Linked DNA regions of Rattus norvegicus: region 1 is linked to region 2. Evidence: chromatin contacts called from public HiChIP or PLAC-seq data. All regions are on one chromosome and are shown on one strand. The core of a region is the stretch at or near the end of the contact, and the rest is flanking DNA. Distances in the headings are between cores, read along the strand shown. Region 1 has its middle 49 kb from the start of Krr1. Region 2 has its middle 180 kb from the start of Phlda1.

Region 1 (4,431 bases), core at 1,107-3,606, 280 kb after region 2:
TGCTATTTTACATTTTGCTGATAAGCAGTTTGTGTAATTAATAACCTTATCTCCCCATGTATGAGAAAAACAAATTTAGTGCATTCTAATAAGGAAGCTGGAAGGACAAGGAGACATTTTATTGCCACGTTGACGCTGATAAGAGTAGAAATAAGCTGGTTGCTCAGAGACTCACATAATGAATAGTATTTGTATGCATAGTTCTATTACTTTTGGTGTTAGAGCTTCAATATTTCTTATGAGTATATTTATGAACAGCTACACAGTTTAGAATTCTTTAATACGCCGCTCCCACCGGATAACACACTGGTTCTTAAAAGTCACTTCATCTTTAAGCCTGATCTTAATCTTGTGTTTGTAGTTCTCAAGGCATAGGGGGAGTGCTGTTTTCTGAGCTGCTCGGCGTGGGGGTGGGGATGTAGGAGAGTGGGAGGGGTTCTAGAAAGATCATTAAGGCCTCATCCAGGCATATATTCTATAACTGTAGCTTGTACGCGATTGAAATGGGGGAAAGGTCCTTGTTTTGTTTTTGTTTTTTGTTTTGTTTTTGTTTGTTTGTTTGTTTGTTTTTAAAGCAGAACAAAACCTGAAAGTTTTAAAAGTTTAAGACCCTTTAGAGCATGAATAGTGGGATCTCTAGTATTTGTGGTGAAGTTTTAACATATGCCACGTGACAGCCTCCTCCTTTGAAGTCAGTGAAGCCTGTGAGATCATGATGGACTCATAACAGAAGAAGCTCTGTGAAGAGCGGCCGAGTTGCCTCTGCCCTTATTTCCTGCGCATTGATCCTGTGATGTGAGCACATCTGTTACCTCCTTCTGCAAAGAGAACTGTGTGCCACATGACAGTTAGTCCTGGGCAGAGCCACGCAGGGTCACACAGCTAAGGAGGGCTGGGAAAACAAACCTTGATCTATATGACATTTATCTATCTATCTGTCTATCTGTCTATTTACCGTAAGCTTACTTTCTGCTCTGTCCTTCCAAGTCAAAGGCAGAAGTGAGTGGATAGGACCCACAACAGCTCTCACATTGTAACGTTACCCTCTGACTAGGGGAATTGATGGTAAGGCAGGGGCTAGAATATCTTCTTCCCAATTAACATGCATTTTTTTTCTTAGAGCAAGGGGACCTGTTTGACTGGCTTGGGGATAGAAAAGGCATCCTCTGTTTGGACTGCCTCCGTTTGGACTTCCTCACGCTTCATTTGTGTTGTTGGACATTCTCACTTATCATTAAGACGAGCAAAAGATCAATGTTTACAGCACTCTACCTCGCCCAATGCTGTGCTAGCTTCTCCAATGTTTTCCTATCCTCAATGATGATCATTGAAGTCCATGGGTTGACTTTAGGAAAAGTAAGAAGGTTTGAATCTGGCATTCTTGGAAAAACTCTGGGATCTTTCTCTCCCCTACCCTCTCTGGTTTCCTTTGAAAGGCAGGAGTGTTCAACCAACCCCTCCTGCTCCCTGGACTGTGGGTTGTAATGAGGGTTTAAAGAAACAATGTTTCCAGTTTAGGACTCTAATTAACGATGTTCCTGTTGAAGACTGAAGCAGGTAAACAATGGACTTACAGTCTTTACGATCTATTTTCGAAAACACCTTCAACGCCTCATCCAGTAGTCCTTTCCTTCTTCAAAGAGCAAGATTTAACTCCTTCATATTATTACATAGATGTTGCCTTTGTTTCTGTATGATACAGTGTGTGTGACTGTTACACGCACAAAGGAAGGGGGGAAAAGGTTATTTATTAAATAAGTTATTCATCGTAACAAATTTTAATGATTTTCAGACCAGAGCAACCATTTTTTTTCCTGCTCCTCCATCATAACTTTGACAAATACTTTCTCCTTTAGAGTTTATTATGGAAAGATTTCATTTTTATAAGCACACTTTCTTTCATGGACGCTTTAGTGATTCTGAAAATTAAGTGCTACTGGCATCTCTTGCTCTGAGCTCAGCAAGTGAAGAGAGCGTCATCGTTGAATTCTGCCTCAAGTCAGAGCAAACGCTTTTTGTCCCTCTTTTCTCCAAAGAAATAAAATCTTTATGTGCTCTGTATGTGGGGTAGGAAATAACAAGGAGGTCATTGTTCTCTGTCCCGCCTAACTGCAAGAGTAGACTGTTATTCTTTCAAGCACTGCCCCCTAGTGGTGAAAATTTTTCACGGTTTTAGACTTGGCATCTTAGTTAATTAAGCCTTCCCCTGCCTTGCTCCGTGCTGTTTCTGGAAAGAACCTGACCCTCTTCATCCTGTGTATTAAAATAACTCTTAGAATGAGAATTCCTGACACCATGGGGACTTTTACCTAGCTGTCTCACTGAGCACGGAATAGATGAGAAGAAATAGGTTGTAGCTTCTCACTAGTCCTGGGAGCTCGTGTTAAAGCAAAAGATAATACAAAGGGATAAGAATATTCAAGGAAGAAAGATCCACACCACAGATGAGGCGGAAAGATTATAAGAGCCAGAGGTAAGGAATGAGTCTATGGAAACAGTGTCTTCCAGACACGGCAAGCCCTAATGCACATATGAATTCACAGAAATGGTGGCACTGTGTACACGTCCCATGGTTCAAACCAGACAAAAGTCCCAGCACTGGGAAGGGCAAGTGGCACAAAGTCTCACTGCTAACCGAGAAGCTATTTCTAATGGATACCTGATGGGAAAGGCAAACTTACTGTCTTTAATGGAGTAGCAGTGAGGATATCAACCATACTCCAGGGCAGGAGAAGTTAGTCAGCACAAAACAGTCTCTCTCTCTCTCTCTCTCTCTCTCTCTCTCTCTCTCTCTCTCTCTCTCTCTCTCTCTGTGTGTGTGTGCTTTTTTGTTGTAGTTTAGTTTTCTTGGGTTTATTTTTCTGTTTTTTGGGGGTTTTTTTGCTTTTTTTGTTGTTATGTTGCTGTTTTGAGAGAGAGAGAGAACATGAAGTTGGATGAGTGGGTGAGATGTTGAGGATCAGGGAAAACTCCAGGAAGAGAAGATTATGATATATACATATATGATATATATTCAAAAGAACAAAAATATAGTACCTTAAAATTAAAAGTAATTCGAAGGAATGTAAACAAAGAAGGGCATATTGTTTGCAGTTTTCAAAATTAGCATTTTAAAGGCCACTTTGCTATCTGGACAAACGAACTATTCTGAAATGACTTGCTGTATGAGAAGCAAACAAGGAAACTGCCTTGAATTGCTGTGTCCTCTTTATAATGTCTTCATCATCATCATCATCATCATCATCGCCATCATCATCACCATCATCATCATCGTCAGTATTATTATTGTTGTTGTTGTTGTTGTTGTTATTTTGCCTTTGAGCAGACAGCCTGTTTGAACCTGAGTGAATCGCTCATGTTGGGCAGCCACTCTGTCTGAGGTGATACTCATGGACACTTGTGCCCCCTTTTACTTTTTAATTTTAGGACGGGGTCTCACTAAATTGCTCAGGCTAGTCTTGAACTCACTTTGTCGCCAGACACGTCCTCAACTTATTATTCTCCAGCCTCAGTGTTGAGTAGCTAGAATTAGAACTGTATATTTTTAAGAGACACAGGAAGTTTTGGGTTGCCTTTTCATTATTTGGTCTTTCTAAACAGGTTTCCTTTACTGTAACGTATGGACCTGTCTTAGTTAGGGTTTTACTGCTGTGAACAGACACCATGACCAAGGCAAGTCTTAGAAAGGCAGACACTTCATTGGGGTTGGCTTACAGGTTCAGAGGTTTATTCCATTATCATGGCAAGAAGCATGGCAGTGTGCAGGCTGACATAGTGCTCGAGAAGCAGAGAGTTCTACGTCTTGATATGCAGGCCAGAGTGACGCACTGGGCTTAGCTTGAGCACAGGAGACCTCAGAGCCCACCAGCTCACTGACGCATTTCCTCCAACAAAGCCACACCCACTGCAACAAGACCACACCTCCTAATAGTGCCACTCCCTATGGGCTAAGCATTCAAGCACAAGAGTCTATAGGGGCCATTCCTATTCAAACCACCACAGGACCATAATATCGCCTACCTGAAATAAATTAGTAATAAGCTTATGGGCTGATGCTTGAAAAGATACCAACAGTTTCCAATTCCTCACAAATACCAGGTATTCCGTTAAACATTTTTTTTCTTTTTTCTTTTTTTCTTTTCTTTTTTTTTTTTTTTTGGTAATATTTTGACATAACGTTTAGAAGGTTCTTCATCTTCTAGCCAAACCACAAAGGATGAGTCCTTCAATGAAGCATACAGGACAGTATTCAAAATTAATTTCCATTTACTTGGACCAGTTTTCTTTGCTGTGTATAGATAAGCCATGTTTCCCCAGCGCGCTCAGCTACAGTCGTACTTACTGGTCTCCGAGGGGCTCTTGTGTTTCACTCCTCCTTAGAGGACAGTTTCATACCAAGTATGAGTCCATATTAAGAAGCCAAATTTTATG
Region 2 (4,634 bases), core at 1,149-3,648:
ATTTGAAAGAGCAGCCAGTGTTCTTAACCACCGAGCTCCTCCCTCCTCCCGTTGCTTCTTTGCTACCCTTGGTCTGTTAGTTTATTTCCTTCAATGCATCTCTCTTCCAAATCTAGTTTACGTGCTCTTGCTGCTCAATTACTCTATTGTGCATATCCACTCATTCATTCATTTACTTATTCATTTAGCAACACTTAAGGACTATAAAAACCACCATTTCCTTCTATTAAGAAGCCTTCTGTTACTCTTCACTGCTGGCAGGACCAAGGTCAGACTCCCAATCCTGGCTTGGGAGTCCTGGACTACCCGGCTCCAGCTAATCTTTCTGGTCTCACTCCTCATTGTCTTTGTCCCTTGAACAGTAGCATCCTGGGGTATGGTGGTGCCCAGCTGCGATCCAAGCATTTGGGAAGCTAAGGCAGGGAGATCCAGATTGGAATCTATTGTTTTAAAGTACACAGTAAAACTGGGTCTCAAAAAGGCCCACTGGACTGCTTACATCTGAAGTACCCAGCCTGGGGAATACTTCAGTTCATATCAGCATTGCCCCGGGTGTTTGCCCTGTGACCTTGAGCAAGTCTTTTAGCTTCCGTGGCTTGACTCCCTCATCTGTGCATTCAGTGGACTGTTCAGAAAAAGTTAAGTGATAGAATAGTTGCAGCCCAATGAGAGCTGGATAAAGGTTAGGATGAAAGATAACATTTTAAGTTAAGTTATGCCCTCTATTCTCATTATGTTTTATAATTTGAAAATTACACACACACACATAATGCATACATACATGCATACATACATACATACATACATATACACACACAAATACTGGGCATGCATGTGTGACAGTGTACATGTGCAGGTCAGAGGACAACTTCCCGGAGCCAGTTCTCTCCGTCTACCATGTAGTCCCAGGGAATTCATGGTGCCAGATTCAGTGGCAGAGCCATCTCTTCAGTCATTATATTATATCATATTTTATTATTATTATTATCATCATCATCATCATCATCATCATCATCATCATCATCATCATCATCATCTCTTGACAAGACTCTGGCTACTTCACATGTCTAAATCTTTCTTGTTTAAGGTATAGGTCAGTAGGGGTGTCCCCTCCTACTCAGAGGAGAAGGGGAGGGAGGTATGGGGGAAGGGCTGTGGGAAGGGAGTGACAGAGAGAGGGGCAGTGAGCAGTATGTAAAGTGAAAAAGTAAAAAAGAAAAAAATGAAAAAGGTACAGGCCAGATACAATAGCTTCTATAAGACTTTTGACTATAGCCTGTAGAAATCGCACAATGTTGCATTTTTAGGATATACTTGCAAGAGTGCACCGACGTACAATGTCCTTATGTCCTTAACCTACAACACAGTAAGCCCTGATTCTTTGGGTCCAAGCATATTCTTACCAACAATGTTACCCAAGGTCTCTTGTATAAAGCAGACACTTACTAACGAAGAGGTTGTTTCCTCATTTGATTGTGGTGAAGAATTAATCACTAGGTTTGGGAAACGTAGCCTATTCCTCAGTAATGTCTTTTCTTTTCTTATATGTTATCCTACCACAGGTATTTTTTAAAAATATTTTTATTGGCGACTCCATTAGCTTTATCGGAGTTTTGTTTTTTGTTTTGGTCAAGAAATTACCTGTTCTGAATGAAACCTACAAAAACCCTACTCAGTAGCACAAGCCTTTGGAGGAACTCCTGTAGCTGTTGGAATGTTTCAGATGTAACCTACCTTCCAAAAGGATTTTGAAGAGCGTGCAACATTAAGCCTAATAGGAAATAGGTTGATTGTGGCTAGGAAGAGAACAGAGACCATGTCTAAGGAGGGAGCAGATGCTCTGAGGCACCTGGGATGAGCTAATCACTCTACTTGGTGACTGAATTTGGCTCTGCGTTTCTTGGCAGCTACAGCTGAAAGGAAACACATTGGGTTATTCATTCAGCCCGAGTTTGTTGGACATCTTTTATAAATGGGGCACTGTGTTCACACTGGGGATTCGGGTGAGAGTAAGTGGGTCCCTGGCTTTAGCACATCCCTTGGTTCTGAGCTAGGAGACAGGTGGGAGGTAGTGAGGGTGGAGGGCAATTAGATCAGAGGAATGGGGGTGGCAGGAGGGCAATTAGAGCACAGGAAAAGGGCTGCAACTGTAAGAGGGAGTTGGGAAAAGGTTATGGAAAACAGTTACACATTTACCAGACTGTTCCTGGCAAAAGGAACAACATATGTAGAGACTGGTGTATATGTGTGTGTTCATGCACGTGCGCCTATAGGTGGGGGTTATTTTCTGAGTCAGCTATCAGGTGAGGGGTTGCAAAGATAGAGGTTGGTAGGAGCCAGAATATATGGGACTATATCTGCCATGCAAGTATTTCCTAATTACCTCCCTTAGGAGCCACCAGTAGCTTAGAGTCCCTGGAAGCAGAGCTAGGGAATCTGTGTGTGCGTGCGTGCGTGCGTGTGTGTCTATGGGCTAATGTATATTTGAATGTGGGTTTGTAGGCCAGAGGTTAACCTTGGGTGTCATTCTTCAAGAGCCATCTACTCTGTTTCAAGACAGTCTGTTATTGGGCCAGAGGCTCACGGATGATTTCAGGTTGGTGGTTTAACAAGTCGCAGTGACTTGCCAGTCCCCACCTCCTGCATCTCCAGCTCCGTCATCCCCATAATGCCTTTTACATCAGTGCTGGGAACCAAACACAGGGGTTGTTTGTTTGTTTGTTTGTTTGTTTTTTGTTTTTAGTTTCTTTCCTGGTATGCTCATGGTAAAAGCACTTCACTAACCGAGCCATTTCCCTAGTCCAGGCATCTGTGTTTTTAAAGCTTATCTTGGTTGATTTTTTCTATGGCATCAGCACTTGATCTGGCCTGTGAATTCACTATGGATTAAAAAACCCTCTGACACGTGGATTTAAAAATCCACCCCATGGTCTGGGAATGGGAGCCTGAAGCAGGGTGGCTATGAGATTGGAGAAAGGGCCAGAAATCGATTAATTAAGCTCAGCGTTTGAAGACTGAGCGAGGACAGAGAACTCTCAAATGGTGACACTATCAAATGTAAAAATGATTCTATTTACAGATGCTCTGTGGTTTCTAGGCTCTGACAGGGTCTAAGGCTTGGTGAAGTTTAAAGGCGTGGGTGGACAGAGCTGACGTTTGTTAATGGTGATTTTGGCGCCATAGGTGCTTTTCCCTGCTCATTGTTGAGAACCGCTTTCCTTACCTTGGAGGCAGGAGCAAGCTCTAGAGGATTTTGGAGAGGATTAAATGTGATGGCGTCGTGGATAAGAGGACCCTCTCTTCCCTCTCCCCCTCCCTCTCCCCCTCCCCCTCCCCCTCCCTCTCCCCCTCCCTCTCCCCCCCCCCCTCAGTGCATCCAGGAGAAACAATCAGGGAGTTGATAATTCTGAATGTAGATCAGGAGCTGTTTTACTGCGGTGGGTGCTGACAGCGCTGGATTTGTCTCTTGTTATCTGGGGTCTTAGATAGGGAAGACAGCAAAGGCTGGCACTGGGACTACCTAGGGGACCCTGGCAGGAAGGTCCTAAAGGTCACATTCAGATCACACTGCCTACGCAAGTGGTTCCAGGCTTCTTTACAGTGAGGTCCTGCAGAGTGGTGGAACCCAGTGTGCAGAACGCTCGGACCTACGAGTCAGACACAGGCTGCATGTCCTTCCTGACTCAGTACCCCAAGTCCTATATCCCTGCTTCTGGTACATTCTGTTTAGATTAAGCAGTTGTCATCCTGCACCTAATCGATGGCAAGGCACACACTTATCTCTTATCAGAATAAATATCAAAGATTATCCAGTCACGGTTTAAAAGCACAGCCTTTTCCCTGAATATATTTTTAAGCGCATAATCAATTGTTATAACATTTAGTTAACATTTTTAGTCACAGAAAACAAGTTAGGATAATTTAAAATTTAATGTTTAATATTGGAAAATAAGTGTCATTGTATTTATTTCATATTTCAAAATGTATATACATTGTAAATTGCCTTGAGATAATTACTTTACATGTTATCTTGTGCATATGTCTGTATGTTTGTGTGTGCATATGTATTAGTTGTATGTGCTTAAATGTGTGTGTATGAGTATGTGTATATGCACACATATGCATGTATGTGAGCATATTTGTATGTGTGACTGTATGTGTATTTATATATGTATATTTATGAATGTGTGTTGGGAGGCTGAGGACACTTTAAAATTGACCCACTGATTTTCAGGGATATAAAATACAGTAGTTTAAGATTTGTGTACAAGTGAGAGAGACATGAACCATTTATCTTTCTGTGTCTGGTGTGTTTCAGTGTTCCATTCCCCTCCAAGCTCCTTCCTGTGGTCAGATGATAGGATTTCCTCCTTCTAATGGCTAGTGTTCCACAGCGTGTATGTTGGCATGCTGTATGGAATGAAACATACTAAACCTATGTCCAAATATGTGTAAGTTTTATTTTATTTTATTTTTAGATAGGGTCTCTGTAGGTTGCCCTTCCTGGTACTCACTGTGTAGACCAAACTGACCTTGACAACTCACAGAAATCTACCTGCTGCAGCCTCCGGAGTGGTCCTCTGCAACAACAACATGTGCTCCTAACCACTGAGCCATCTTGCCAGCTTCCTTAT

What was found. HiChIP or PLAC-seq counts read pairs in DNA pulled down with a chosen protein or histone mark.
Region 1: an H3K27ac HiChIP or PLAC-seq map of oligodendrocytes shows a contact between it and region 2, with 14 times the contacts expected there. The contact joins two enhancer-like sites. A contact is called at or near these places in 3 of 12 Hi-C or Micro-C datasets (the A7r5 cell line, Schwann cells and mammary epithelial cells) and 1 of 1 datasets of contacts at active chromatin or transcription factors (oligodendrocytes).

What each region holds. Positions count from the first base shown.
Region 1 is chr7:49,310,700-49,315,130 of GRCr8, forward strand. No RefSeq gene overlaps it. Among named protein-coding and RNA genes, the nearest start is that of Krr1, 49 kb to the right of the region's middle. Within about 2 kb of position 2,357, at least 6 of the 93 cell types and tissues checked have an H3K27ac peak or open chromatin away from gene starts, as enhancers often do.
Region 2 is chr7:49,031,358-49,035,991 of GRCr8, forward strand. No RefSeq gene overlaps it. Among named protein-coding and RNA genes, the nearest start is that of Phlda1, 180 kb to the left of the region's middle. Within about 2 kb of position 2,399, at least 37 of the 93 cell types and tissues checked have an H3K27ac peak or open chromatin away from gene starts, as enhancers often do.